Linked DNA regions of Mus musculus: all the other regions are linked to region 1. The links are chromatin contacts, called in public HiChIP or PLAC-seq and promoter capture Hi-C maps. All regions are on one chromosome and are shown on one strand. Each heading gives the region's core, a stretch centred on a gene start, on an enhancer-like site or on the middle of the called end of the contact. The rest is flanking DNA. Distances are from core to core; before and after follow the strand shown.

Evidence for each region. Promoter capture Hi-C pulls out the DNA fragments that hold promoters and counts their contacts. HiChIP or PLAC-seq counts read pairs in DNA pulled down with a chosen protein or histone mark.
Region 2: a contact with region 1 is called in a promoter capture Hi-C map of erythroid cells, with 6 times the contacts expected there. The contact joins the promoter of Dnaaf5 here to the promoter of Mafk in region 1. A contact is called at or near these places in 1 of 39 promoter capture datasets (erythroid cells) and 1 of 115 datasets of contacts at active chromatin or transcription factors (memory CD8 T cells).
Region 3: a contact with region 1 is called in an H3K4me3 HiChIP or PLAC-seq map of bone marrow-derived macrophages, with 5 times the contacts expected there. The contact joins the promoter of Snx8 here to the promoter of Mafk in region 1. A contact is called at or near these places in 4 of 39 promoter capture datasets (the C10 cell line, cranial neural crest, frontonasal cranial neural crest and 1 more), 3 of 484 Hi-C or Micro-C datasets (bone marrow-derived macrophages, embryonic stem cells and muscle stem cells), 22 of 115 datasets of contacts at active chromatin or transcription factors (the 230-238 cell line, bone marrow-derived macrophages, craniofacial prominence and 15 more) and 2 of 9 other capture datasets (adipose tissue and embryonic stem cells).
Region 4: an H3K27ac HiChIP or PLAC-seq map of microglia shows a contact between it and region 1, with 6 times the contacts expected there. The contact joins the enhancer-like site here to the promoter of Mafk in region 1. A contact is called at or near these places in 8 of 115 datasets of contacts at active chromatin or transcription factors (bone marrow-derived macrophages, double positive thymocytes, embryonic basal ganglia and 5 more) and 3 of 9 other capture datasets (embryonic stem cells, liver and pancreatic islet).
Region 5: an H3K4me3 HiChIP or PLAC-seq map of bone marrow-derived macrophages shows a contact between it and region 1, with 3 times the contacts expected there. The contact joins the promoter of Mad1l1 here to the promoter of Mafk in region 1. A contact is called at or near these places in 10 of 39 promoter capture datasets (the 3T3-L1 cell line, 3T3-L1-derived adipocytes, the HPC-7 cell line and 8 more), 1 of 15 datasets of contacts at CTCF or cohesin (large pre-B cells), 2 of 484 Hi-C or Micro-C datasets (B cells and bone marrow-derived macrophages), 33 of 115 datasets of contacts at active chromatin or transcription factors (the 230-238 cell line, the NIH/3T3 cell line, the SCID.adh cell line and 23 more) and 2 of 9 other capture datasets (adipose tissue and liver).

Annotation. Positions count from the first base shown.
Region 1 is chr5:139,790,238-139,792,893 of GRCm38.p6, forward strand. Mafk (v-maf musculoaponeurotic fibrosarcoma oncogene family, protein K (avian)) reads left to right here and starts at 1,299. Exons shown (of 3, transcript NM_010757.2): 1 at 1,299-1,475.
Region 2 is chr5:139,148,942-139,151,597 of GRCm38.p6, forward strand. Dnaaf5 (dynein, axonemal assembly factor 5) reads left to right here and starts at 1,294. Exons shown (of 13, transcript NM_001081265.2): 1 at 1,294-1,894; 2 at 2,542-2,656. The coding sequence starts at 1,306. It also overlaps a transcript of Prkar1b not described here.
Region 3 is chr5:140,387,997-140,390,652 of GRCm38.p6, forward strand. Snx8 (sorting nexin 8) reads right to left here and starts at 1,312. Exons shown (of 11, transcript NM_172277.3): 1 at 1,152-1,312. The coding sequence starts at 1,245.
Region 4 is chr5:140,348,792-140,351,447 of GRCm38.p6, forward strand. The region is part of intron 7 of Snx8 (sorting nexin 8); the gene reads right to left. Among named protein-coding and RNA genes, the nearest start is that of Mrm2, 18 kb to the left of the region's middle. Within about 2 kb of position 1,315, at least 25 of the 459 cell types and tissues checked have an H3K27ac peak or open chromatin away from gene starts, as enhancers often do. A contact at or near this core is called in bone marrow-derived macrophages and microglia, where this site is marked.
Region 5 is chr5:140,320,206-140,322,861 of GRCm38.p6, forward strand. Mad1l1 (MAD1 mitotic arrest deficient 1-like 1) reads right to left here and starts at 1,347. Exons shown (of 18, transcript NM_010752.3): 1 at 1,302-1,347. It also overlaps a transcript of Nudt1 not described here.

The DNA of each region.
Region 1 (2,656 bases), core at 49-2,548:
TCTCACTGTGGGTGTGGGCTTTAAGACCCTCATCCTTACTGCTTGGAAGTCAGTCTTCCTAGCAGCCTTCAGATGAAGATGTAGAACTCTCAGCTCTGCCTGCACCATGACTGCCTGGATGCTACCATGATCCTTGATGATAATGGACTAAACCTCTGAACCTATAAGGCAGCCCTAACTAAATGTTGTCCTTATAAGAGTTACCTTGGTCGTGGTGACTATTCACAGCAGTAAAAACCTAACTAAGACACTATCCATTGCTTACAGGGAGAGGGAGAGGGGGGAGGGGGAGGGGAGGGGGAGGGGGAGAGGGAGAGGGAGGGAGGAGAGGGAGGGAGGAGAGGGAGAAGGGGGGAGGGGGAGGGGGAGGGGGAGGGGCAGGCTTAGGTGAAGGCACTTAGGGTGAAGGCAGAAGGATTAAGAGCTTCAAGACAGTGCCAGTGAGGTGGCTCAGTGGGTAAAGGTACCAAGTCTGAGTTCAATTTTCGGAACCCAAAAGTGGAAAGAAAAAACAGATTCCCTAAAGTTGCCCTCTGACTTCCACACATTCGTGGTAGTGTGTGCACACCAATCCACATACATATGAACACACATATAAATAAGTAAAAAAAAAAAATAAAGTTTTATAAGTGTTCCAGGCCACTCTGAGCTGCACAGTGAGACCTTACCTCTGTCTCAGATATAAATCAAAAGGTCATGGTATGGGTCAGAAGAGGATGCTACATACATATCTCTTTCTCCTTTGTAGGGTGCATCTGCCTTGCTGATTATGTGGTGTAACTGAGCCACTTCGCCACCTTGACGTGGGCTTGGTGTTAGGTCCAGAACATGGTCACTAGCCAGTTGGCCTCTATTCTCTCTGCCAAGACCCGGGGAGGCTCCAGCAGCCTCAGGATCACAGTGAGTAGCATAGACGACAGTGGGTGACATAGAGACATAATGCCCAGGCTGAAAGTTCAAGGAAACGTGGGGTCCATACCCAGTGTGCGTCACGCTCGCCTGACACCCCCTACCTTGGGAAAGGAGCACAGACCCCGCCCCGGGTGTGTTGGGGATGGACAGGGCCAGGAGCTCAGCAATGAGACAACTGCACGTGGAAGCATGTAGGAGGACCCAGGGACTGGGGCAGCGAGGGGCGTGGCCATCAGGGGCGTGGTGCCGACGCGCGGCCAGAGAGGGCGTGGTTTTGGTGAGCGAAGAAGCGTGAGCAACAGGGGCGTGATCACTAGGGGCGTGGCCATCGCGGGGGCGGGGCGGTGACGCGCTTCGACGCGCGATCCCGGAAGCGGTGTCAGTACTGGGGAGCCGGCGGCGGGCGGCGGGTGGCAGGGACTTGTTGTTCTTCGCCGAGTCGGAACGAGAAGTCCGAAGCGCGCAGGCGGAGACGGCGACTAAGGGGAGCGCGAGAGCAGAAGCGCTTGTGAAGAGTGCGTGTCCGCAAGGAGCCGCCGCGCCCGGCCCCGCGCGCGACCCGGGTGAGTGAGGGGCTTCGGGAACTGGGTAGGGGAACCCAGAGTTCGTGCACCTGCGGGAGGAGCACCCCGAAGGCCGCGGGACCCAGCCTGGGCCTCGAGCACGTGCCACGCGGGACCTAGCTCAAGGCCCACACGGGACCCACCACGTGCGGGAGAGTGGCACCCGGGAGCCGTGCGCACCTGGCCATTTCCGTCGGCGTAGAATTCGCCCCCACCTCGCCCCCGGCCGGGACCCCGAAAGGGCCTGAGTAACTGGTGTCACTTTCTAATCAGCTGACCGGCCAGCGGTGCCGGATGTGGAAGCTGTGGGTGGGGAGCGAGGCAGGTGACCGTCTTGGCCAGCCTATCGCTTCCGTCACTTTCTTCAGGTGTGGTCTGGGGCCAAGGTCCCATCCAACTCTGAAGTGCGAGGTTCCCTAGTAGGGTGAGCGGATAGGCGTGTTAAGAGTGTGCATGTTTACGAGCGTGCGGCGAGAAATCAGAAGCAAAAACTCTAGCAAATTACAGGTGAAGAAAGCCTCGTGGGTCCTAGGTGCCTAGATTAGATCTCTTTGGGGGAGATAGACTCCTCTTCTGGTATCCTTGAGATAACAGCCACTCCAGCCTCCTAGAACTTGCCCCGTAAGAACGCAGTCGGTATTTGGGAGGTGAGGCTGCTTGGTGCTCTTGTTTCTCTAGGGAAGTTAGTCTGAGCCTCGCTTTTCACACAGCTCTCATTGCTAACACAGATGCACTTTAACAGTTCGCCTTCCAATTGATGGACAGGCACTCAGTACACTCAGTCCTCAAAAGCTAGCTTGTGTCTCAGCTGGTAGGTAGTTCACCCCTTCCACTCCTGTGGAGTCACTAAAATTAGCCCTGGGACCCCAGAGGTTGGCACTGCTGAGGTCATACTGTGGCAGCAACATTTCAGAAGGTATCTGGTGGAGTGCACGTGGGTACTTTGATGCTTTGAGCTGGTGTTTTAGGGCCAGGTAACTTCTTTCAAAGGTGTTGGTCTAAAGCCATTATGTTATGGTGGCACATGCTTGTACTCCTAGCACATGGGAGTCTGAGGCAGGAAGATCTTGAGTTTAAGGTTAGCCTGGATTGCTTAGCTAGTTCAAGACCAGCCTTAGTTACATAGCGAGACACTGTCACACAAAACCAAACTGAAACAGTAGGTGTGAATTTAAGCATGT
Region 2 (2,656 bases), core at 44-2,543, 640 kb before region 1:
AGCCTTTGCTTGGCCAGTCACCTCTCTTCACAACTCTTTTGCCACCCTAAGCAATTTTACATGGTTCCCCTAAAGCTTCCACGCCACATTCAAAACACCTAAGGGTTCACACCAATTTCCCACAAAACTAATGTCAACAACAAAAAAAGGCCAAATTTGTTACAAAACCCAACCCCTAACATTATAAGCCTGTTCTCAGATGTGACTCGTTTGGATGCCCAAGTCATGCAGCACTGAGTCAGGCCTAGGAAGTGCCCAGTGGGGGGTCCTGACCACTGACAATACCATCTCTGACCCCCTAAAAAAACACTTCCAGCCATCGAGCATACCTCATGTCTAAACTGAGGTCAGACCGTGTGGCAGATTCACACTTGACTTCTTCATGACCTCTGAGGAACCCAGTAAGGATCAGCCATATCTACACCATTAGAAAGAACCTCAGCTTAAGCTGCCCCTGAGGAAAGGAACCTGAAGGTGCAGGCTTGCAGAAGCTTGGCCACTCAGGCCAAGTTCCAGACTCAGGCACAGGACAGCCCCACTCTTGGCCTCGCCCCTAGCCATTTGCCACGCCCTAAGGCCTGCGTCCCACCTGTCAGCCCTTGTCTCAGGCACCTCAATCCTCACGCTTCACCTTACTCAGACCCCCACCCCTCCCTCGAGCTTTATGTCCCTTCCCCAAACCTGCACCCCACCTATTATTGAAACTTGTCAGCCAGCTGCGCGGCCCATGCCCCGCCCACCTACCCCCCCATCCAACCCACTACTCCTTGCCCCGCCTCCTTCCCGTAGACCCTTATTCTTCGCCCCGCCCACAAAACCAGGGCTCCGCCTGCCACCTCCTGCAATGCTCCCGAAGTCCACACCCCGCCTATTTGGTTCTTTCCCCTCCCATTATCCCTTATTCCCCTCTCTTTACACTAAGCCCCTACCCAAGAGGCCCGTGTCCCGCCTACCAACCCCCTCGTACCGCCCACTACCTCTTTCGCCCAAGGCCCTTGCCGAGCTTGCTGTCTTCTGCCTCGCCCTCAAGGTTCGCGCCCCACCCCAGACTCCCGGACCTAGCCAATTACACTTGCTTCTCTTAGCCTCTCTCGTCCTCCTGCCCGTCACTCCGCCCTCTAAGCCCTTTGCCCGCCCACTTCCCTGGCCCCGCCTCTCCCTTACTCCCTGCCCCTCCCCCAGCATCACTCCTAAGGGGCGCACACTCAGCCTCGAGCAACCCAGGCAGCCGGAAGTCTTGCCGTAAAGCGTGCTCGGACCATCGTACTAGCGCCGGTTCCCTTGGAGACAGGCAACGCGCTCAAGATGGCGGCGCCGGCGGAGGCGGAGGTGGCCGCGGCCCCGGGCTTAACCGAGGCGGCTGAAGCCGCGGAACTGACCCGCGCGCTAAGCCGCCTGCTACCGGGGCTGGAGACGGAAAGTAAGCTGGGGCGGCGGCGCGCTCTGGAGGCTCTGGAGCAGGTACTGGAAGAGGCGGTGCGGCCCGGCGCGGATTCCGCGGCCTTCCAGGGCCCCTGGGCCCGTCTGCTGCTGCCGCGCCTGCTGCGGCTTCTAAGCGATCCGGCCGAGGGCTGCCGCGCGCTGGCCGCTCACCTGCTCGACCTTGGCCTGCGCCGCGCCGCGCGGCCCCGCGACGCTCTGCCGCGTCTGCTGCCGGCGCTCAGCGCACGCCTGGCCCGACCTGAACTCGCGCGGCCGCCGCCGGAGCCCTGCGAGGAGCTGCGTCTCGCCCTCGTGCAGCTGCTCCACCTCGCCGTAGACCTGGGCGGCGCCGCGCTCGCGCCCCACCTGGACGACGCCGTGCGCGCCTTGCGGGCCGCGCTGCTCGACCCCTTCGCTGCGGTGCGCCGGGAGGGCTGCGAGTGCGCAGCCGCTCTGGCCCGTGCCACTCCGGGTGAGCGTCCTATCCGCTTCCCTGGTTACCTAGATGTCCAGAAACTGAACTAAAGTGGGCTGGTTCCTTCGTAAGGTCATTTCCGATGGGAGGGGGCACGAGACAAGAGATCTCACCATGTAGCCCTGGCTGGTGTCAAACATAACGCTGCTTCTACTTCAGCCTAAAGTGCTAGACTCTCAGACCTGTGTCACACCCATTTCATGATCATTTTTATGCTGGGTTATGGGACTCATGTGGGAAAGGACAACTCAACTCAGTTTCTTTACTCCAGTGTCTTCTCTGTCTCTGACACGGGTCACTAACTTCCTGGATGAAGGGAGGCTGCTTCTCGTTTATTTCTACCCTCTATCTACAGCCCTGCTTGATCAGGGCTTTTTCCCTTTTTTCCTTCTAGACTAGAGTTTGGAAAAGTTAAGAGGCCCTACCTAGTGTTTAAAGTCTTCCCGGGGGTAGGGGGGAGCCAACTTTGTGAAATAGGTGTATATATCCCTCCGGATGCCTGGAGCATAAGCAGCTCCCAGCACCATTGGAGAGAAAAAGTGGGAGCTGAGGCTAGCAGAGGCCAGAGGAAGGTTTGATGGTAGCCACAGAACAGGGCCCCATGCAGCTGTATCGCATAACCAGCAGCCTCCCTAATCCCACAGAGCACTTCCACATGCAATCGGAGTCCTTGATAGGCCCCCTGATGCAGACCATCTCCCACCAGCACTGGAAGGTCCGGGTAGCCGTTATCGAAGCCACGGGCACTGTGATCCAGTT
Region 3 (2,656 bases), core at 62-2,561, 600 kb after region 1:
AAACCCATTTTCCTACTTACGTGGCTACTGGGATGGCCTGTCAATCGTGAAGGACTACATGGCTGTGACTAACACACAAGTCACACCACTGCCCAAGATCTGTCAAAAATCTAGACGAAATCCTTCCTAACGTCAGCCATTAGCTGAGTTCTCTAGGAAGTAATATGGAAGATCCCAAATTTGCCAAGAGAGCTCTAACCCATCACCACTGCTACAAGCCACAAGGAATTGCTTTATGAGTCAGGCAGGGGCTCAGAGCACAGGCTCCAGAGCTCTTGCAGAGGACAGGAGTCTGGGTCCCAGCAGCTCTACTGAGTGGCTAACAGGCAGGTGAAACTTTGGCCTCTCGGGAATCTAACACATCTGTCCTCCAAGGGCGCGCGCGCACACACACACACACACACACACACACACACACACACACATACATATACACAGTTAGAAATATTTTTTTAAAAAAGCATTCTTAAAAGGCATAAGTAGCTCTGGATCAGTCTCCCTTTCTCAAGGCGCCCAGGTATAGGGACTTAAGTGGTGGCTCAAACATACAACCTCAAAAATACAATGTTTTACCCAACAAGACCCAAAGACTGTTGACCAACTCCGAGGGGAGTTTCACCTTCTCTCCATTCTTCAGAGGCGTTCATTGACATCCTCCTCCCTCCCCTGGGGTTAAAAGTACTACCCTAAACCCTTCGTCCCAAGAGAAGAACCTGTCTTTCCACCAATGCTCTAGATGGCCATACTCAGCGACACTTGGCCAGACCTGGCTGGCACACACCAGGCCCAGCTCCACCCTTGCGCCTCTGGCCACATGGATGCGTCCCCACAGTCCACAAAGCCGGGGACCCCAGGAAAAAGAGTCTGATACCAAAGACACATCCCTTTCCCTGGACATGGTCACACATGAATATAAACCACTCTCTAGACCACGTCTCCAAAGTGGGGTCAGAAAAGACCCAGGTGCAACTCCACACGGCCGCTCGCTAACGGAGGGCTGAAGAGCAGCGTCCCAGGGAGCAGCGGGAAGAGGCTGGCCCCAAGAATGTCCACCCCCCCACCCCGGCCAGGCGAGGTGTGGCACTGACAGGTGGTCCCCGAGTGTGAAGCACTTGGCTCTCCGCACAGGGCCATCGGGCCGCGTGCCCTACCTGTCGCCGGCGGATCCGCCTCCTCGTCAGCCTCCGCCTCAGCAGCTGCAGCGACTGCCGGCGAGGGCAGCGGGTCCATCGCGCGGCCAGTCATGTGAGCCCGCTCGCCCACGTGACTTCCTCCCGCGCCCGCCCGGCCAGCCCCGCCCACGCCAGCTCTTGTCCGGCGTGGCCACGCCCATGCCAACCTCGCCACGCCCCTCCGCTCACCCCAAGCAGTAAGACCACGCCCCTACCCACGAGCCACGCCCCAACCACGTGGCCGCGGCCGGGGCAGCGTTCAGCAGCTCTGGTCCAAGACTGAGTGCTAGCGCGAGTACCGCCCCAGCTGCTTAGTGCCACCTCCCTCCAGTGCGCACCCACCTCCCCGCTCTTAGCCAGCAGCTGTTACTCATCTTCTTGCCCACCCTCTGACCCACGCTGCCATTCATTTTTGCATTCGCTTGCCCACTCACACATGCTCTGTGAATTCCGGGGCAGCCCCTGTGAAAGGTGCTACGGACATTAGAACAGTGTTCTAGTACCTTCTGGGATTTGGAGCGTGAAACATGGCTAGAGAGTAGGTCTTCTGACTATAATAGGTCTCTGAAGATTACTGATGAGGAACAACATTCCATAATTGTTTGCAGATAACCAGGCCATTCTCCTTTCTGTTGGGGATTGAGCCCATAGGCTCCCACATGCTGAGCTGGCCCTCTACCACTGTGCTATGTATCACCAGCCCTTTATTATTTATTTGTATATTGTTGGAGATAGGGTCTCAATATATAACCCTGGCTGTCCTGGAACTCACTATGGCTAGCCTCAAACTCAAAGATCTGCCTGCCTCTCTCTCCTGAGTGCTGGGATTGAAGATGCACACCAGGACGTTGAGCTTTATGTATTTATTTTGACTCGGGGTCTAGTTAGCCAGGCTAGCCTTGAACTCACTCTGTAGCTAAGGCAGAACATCCTCCTGCCTCAGCCTCCCTAGGAGCTAAGTTGAACATACATACCTCCAGGCCTGGCCCTCTGACTGACAGAGGGAAGCAAGGATGTAAGAGCACACAGGAGCAGTGTCTGACCCGGGGCTGAATATGAGGACTGAGTCTAGAACTGCAGGAGGAGGAAGAGGAGGAGGAGGAGGAGGAAGAAGAAGAGGAGGAGGAAGAGAGAGAAGAAGAAGAAGAAGAAGAAGAAGAAGAAGAAGAAGAAGAAGAAGGAGGAGGAGGAGGAGGAGGAGGAGGAGGAGGAGGAGGAAGAGGAGGAGGAGGAGAACAAGAAGAAGAAGAAGAAGAAGAAGAAGAAGAAGAAGAAGAAGAAGAAGAAGAAAGGAAAAAGAAAGAAGGAGAAAAAGAAAAAAGAAAGGCAACCTAAACTGCATATAGATACATTATCTCAAGTAAAGGAAAAGCAAAAAAATATCTGGGAGAAGAAGAGGGTTATTAATAAGACTCCATCAGAACAGTTGGGTGTGGTGGCGCACACCTTTAATCCCAGCACTCGGGAGGCAGAGGCAGGTGGAT
Region 4 (2,656 bases), core at 65-2,564, 560 kb after region 1:
TATCCAGGAAGCATCCCCCTAAGTTAAGGCAATAGAGAAGTAAAAAAATGTCAAAGAAACACAGGGTTGGGAGGAGCCTTAAGCTACTCATTCGCCATCTGGCACTCCAGACAGACCAGCTTCAAAATGGAGGCCCAGGCAGCTGAATCAGTAAGTCCTTGGGAACTGTCTTAGTCAGGGTTTCTACTCCTGCACAAACATCATGACTAAGAAGCAAGCTGGGGAGCAAAGGGTTTATTCGTTTTACACCTCCATACTGCTGTTCATCACTAAAGGAAGTCAGTACTGGAACTTAAGCGGGTCAGGAAGCAGGAGCTGATGCAGAGACCATGGAGGGATGTTTTGAACTGGCTTGCTTTCCCTGGCTTGCTCAACTTGCTTTCTTCTTCTTCTTTTTTTTTTTTTTTTTTTTTTTTCCGAGACAGGGTTTCTCTGTATAGCCCTGGCTGTCCTGGAACTCACTTTGTAGACCAGGCTGGCCTCGAATTCAGAAATCCACCTGCCTCTGCCTCCCAAGTGCTGGGATTAAAGGTGTGCGCCACCACACCCGGCTCAGCTCGCTTTCTTATAGAACCCAAGACTACCAGCCCAGGGATGGTACAACTCACAATGGGCCCTCCCCACTAGATCACTAATTGAGAAAATGTCCCAGAGTAGATCTCACAGAGGCATTTCCTCACCTAAGCTCCTTTCTCTGTGATAACTCCAGTCTGTGTCAAGTTGACACAGAACCAGCCAGTACAGGAACCTACAGAGATATTCATACTGTGCTGTGCAGAACCCAGCACCAGGACTGAGGCTTCCTGCTGAGTAGAGAGAGGCCTGTCCAGCCTCTGTGACAAACAGCTTTATGTATGTTTCTTGAAACCACACTTGCGGGACAGTTACACTGATAAAAGCAAGCAGCCTGGGGCAGGAAAGAGGGCTCAGCAGGTTAGGGCATTCACCCGCAAGGCTGACGACCCCAGTTCCATGACCATGGCCCACAGGAGTAGAAGAAGAGAACTGACCTCACAAGCCTTTCTCGGGCTTCCACAACCACATGTCATGGCACACGCACACACGTGTGCACACATGCACATTTGTACACTTAAAAAAAGAAAATAGTCAGCAAGGGCATGGTGCTCCAGGCTGTTAACACCAGCATCTGAAGGGGGAAGGCAGGAGGAAAAGAAAGAAAATAGTTGTGGCCAGTGAAGTGACTCAGCGGTTAAAAGCACCTACTGTGTGAGCGAGCCCGGCAGCCCGATTCAACCCCCAAACCACATAAAAACCCTGGAACCAGAAACAGGAAAAACTCAAAAGCTCCGAGGCTGCATAAATAAGCAGAAGTAAGGAACCCTGCTTCAACAAGGGAGGAGAGCAGCTCTGCAAAGCTGTCCTGACCGCCACACGTGCGAGCGAACACACAAATTCACACAGATGCAAGTTGCATTGATGATCTAGTTCCACCCTCTTACATATGATCAGTGGGGAAGCTCAGGTTCAAAGACCAAAGTTGCTGCAGCAAAGCCATGGCATACACACTACAAAACACACCAAGCCCTGACACCTCAAGTCTTGGCCCTCTCTGCCTTAGAAAGGGGCAGTGAGAGTGGGAAGGAATGACCTAAGCCTGAGTGAGAGGCTGAGAGGGCTCGCTGACAGAGCAGTTGCTGCTCTTGCAGAGCACTCAAGTCCAGTCCCAGCACCCACAGAAGGTGGCTCTAAATCTACTGAGATCCCAGCTTCATAGGATCTGACGAAGGATTCCGCCTTCCATAGGTATGTGCATGCATGTGCATGTACAAATACACACACACACATACACACACATACACAGACACACAGACACAGACACATACACACACATACACATACATAAATTTTTTTCTTTTCTTGTTTTTTTCCTAGAAAGGGTGTAGCCCTGGCTGTCCTGGAACTCACTCTGTAGACCAGGCTGGCCTCAAACTCAGAAATCTGCCTGCCTCTGCCTCCCAAGTGCTGGGATTAAAGGTGTGACCACCACTACTTGACTAAGATTATTTCTCTAATTAATTAACAAGGAAGAAGATAGCAACGATGCCTGTTGGAAAGACGGCAGAGTGTAAGCACTGCCCTTGGAAGGATGAGGAGCCAAGTCCGCAGAATCCAAGTGACAGTCCAGGGTCCAGAGGTTCTCGATTGTCCTTCCAGTGCTGGGAGGAGACAAGAGCATCTCTGGGGCCTGCCTAATGATTAGCCAGTCTAGCCTAACTGGTAAACTCCAGGACAATGAGTAACCCTGTCTCAAAGGATGTGGATGGCATCTTTAAGGATGGCATGTGAAGTCGTCTTGATACATGTGAACACATACATGTGAACCTACACACACATGAACTAACACACATGCACTGCACGTACATTAGAAAACCATAGGCATAGTTCTGAAGGGAGCACACCAGCTCTGGGAGCAGAAGTGGAAACAAATCAGGGACTTTCCACACAAGCAAAGCAGTCAAAGTCCTTCTTCCACAGAAACCTCACAACACCTGAGCTTCCGTCCTCTAGTAAGAAAAGTCCCCAGGTCCCCAGCAGGTGGATCACTCCAGACACATAACTTGAAAGAAACCTCCATCCTGGGCAGGGGCGGAGCCTCAACAAGAATATCAGCTTCTTTAAGACCACAGCTGGAGTG
Region 5 (2,656 bases), core at 97-2,596, 530 kb after region 1:
GGGTAACTTTGCAGAAATTTCTTCTGAATTTCCCACTTACAAGAACCGTGGTGTGCACCCCAATTACACATATGACAAAGCGAAGCTAGTGGCCAGGTGGACAACAGGCACAGTGGGAGAAGTGGGCCTTTGCTCACCAAGACACACTTTCTGTCCTCCCTCTTCGGACCAACACAAGAACTCTGCCATTAACACACAAGAATGAAGGGCTGCGGTTTCAGAAGCCACGACACCACACAGGTAACTAAAGCGCCACCTCAAGTTGTACCCTCTCCACAAGAACCCTGAACTTCCAGACAGCAGACTTTCCAGGACACCAGCTGCTCTGGATGGCTCCTGAGTTAACAGGGACACACACACCTTCTTTCTGGTTTCAGCCAAGGGACAGCCTGAGAACCTAGCACTTGGTGACACAGGTCTGTCATCCCAGGTACTCAGAAGGCTGAGACAAATTCAAGGGCTGGTGGCAAGTTCAAGATCAGCCCGGAAAACTTGGGAAGCCCCATCACAGAATAAAAATTAAGAAGAAAAAGTAAGGATTGGGCTGAGGAGGCAGCAGAGTAGGTGACTGCTTAGCGTACTGCTCTGCGAGAATGGGGACTGAAAACAACTCAATCTGTAAAGGCACTTTAGGGCAAGACAAGACAAGCAAGGTTCCATCTTTAGGACCCATATGGAAGAAGAAGAGAATTAAGTTATCCTCCAACCTCGACAGGAAGCCTGGTATATATATGCAAACACACACAAATCAATTAATTAGCCGATTAATTAATTTTTAAAAGGACTGGGGACATAGCTCAGTGGTAGAATGCATAAGTTCCTTGGTCAATCAACAGTACTGCCAAAAACAAACAGACAGACAGACAGACAGACAGACACACACACACACACACACACACACACAGTGGGCCTGACATGCGACTCAGCGCTCACCGGGGCTTGCCACCAAGACTGGTCAACCTGAGTTCGATCCCTGGGACCTACAAAATAACCGACTCCAACCCCGGGAGCCCTTCAGCCCACAGTGGGCCACGCTGTCCCCTCCGCCCCCGCCCCCGTCCCGGTCCCGGTCCAGGCCCGCCACCCCAGGCTCTGCAGCGGGACACCGGGGTGGGAGACCGTCCAGAGCGGCCCCGGGAGGGAGACACGGGGGACCCGGCAAAGGGAAGGCGCGCGACAGGACCGACTCAGAATGCATGCGTGTCGATGGCAGCAGACAGCTCCCTCCCGTGGCCTCGTTACGGTCGGGCAGGGCGCGAGGCGCCTGGGGCGCTCGCAGATCCCGCCACCGGGTCCCTTACCTCAGTTGAGGAGCCCGGTGCTGCAGCAGCCGCTCAGATCTCCCTCCTCTCCGCCGGTGTCTATATATCGCGAGACTTCCGCCGGGGTCTCGCGAGATCTGAGAAAACGGCCCGTAAAGAATTAAATATGTGCTCCACGGGCGTAGCCTGAGAACAAACCGCAGTCCCGCCAGGGGACCCGGAACCAAACTGGGCCCGGCTGCCTGTCCCGCAGGGCGCTCTTCCACTGCCCCGGGGTGCGCCGTAATGTATGGAATAGCACCGCGCAGGAGGAAAGGTTTGTTTGTTTTTGTTTTTGAGACAATGTTTCTCTGTGTAGCCTCGAACTCACAAAGATCCACCCGTGCCTGCCTCTGCCTCCCTGGAATTAAAGGCTTGCCGCACAACTGCTGGGCACGCTCGGAAAGGGAACAAAGTTTTGGAAAGTTGCGTTGCCTCTGAATCTTGCCACTTTGTATACACAGGTTGTTTTGTTTGGGCACTGTTTTGATTGGTTAGCTTGTTTCACTTTCTTTCTTTTGTGAATGAGAAGTCCTGGGAAGAAGTCCTTCACGTTGCGGGTCCAGAGCCTGATGAAATTTGTCTAGGGGCTATGTCTTTAGCCTCCTTCCTACCCGTTGCTTTCCTGCCTCTGCGTCAGCTCTAACGTGTTGTGACTAATGAATAAAAACCTCTTGGAATAAATTAAAACCCGGTTTCTACCAACCAAAATCCCCCGGACAGCATCAGAAGCATATAGCTGGTATTTCTCTTTGGTGTAACTGCCTACTTAAATCTTCCAACAGGCCGGTTTTTTATGTTTTATTATTTTATTTTGTGTATGGGTGTTTCATGTGCATGCATGATGTCCATAGAGACCAGATGAGGTCAGCAGAGCCTCTGGAACGGGAGTTAGATGTCTGTGAGCCAACATGTGTGTGCTGAGCACTGAACCTGGTGATCTTAACCTGAGCCATTTCTCTGGCCCACCACCAATGGCTTGGTTTGCTTTGGTTGTTTGGTTGTTTTTGTTTTGGGTTTTTTAAATAATTTTATTTATTGATATTAATAAATAATATTAATAAATAATAAACAATTTATTTATTTAATACATTTGAGTACACTATAGCTGTCTTCAGACACTCCAGAAGAGGGAGTCAGACCTCATTACGGATGGTTGTGAGCCACCATGTGGTTGCTGGGATTTGAACTCAGGACCTTTGGAAGAGCAGTCAGTACTCTTAACGGCTGAGCCATCTCTCTAGCCCCTTGTTTGGGGTTTTTTTAAGACAGGGTTTCCCTGTGTAGCCCTGGCTGTCCTGGAACTCAAGGCTAGCCTCAAACTTACAGAGACCCACCTGCCTCTGCCCGCCTCC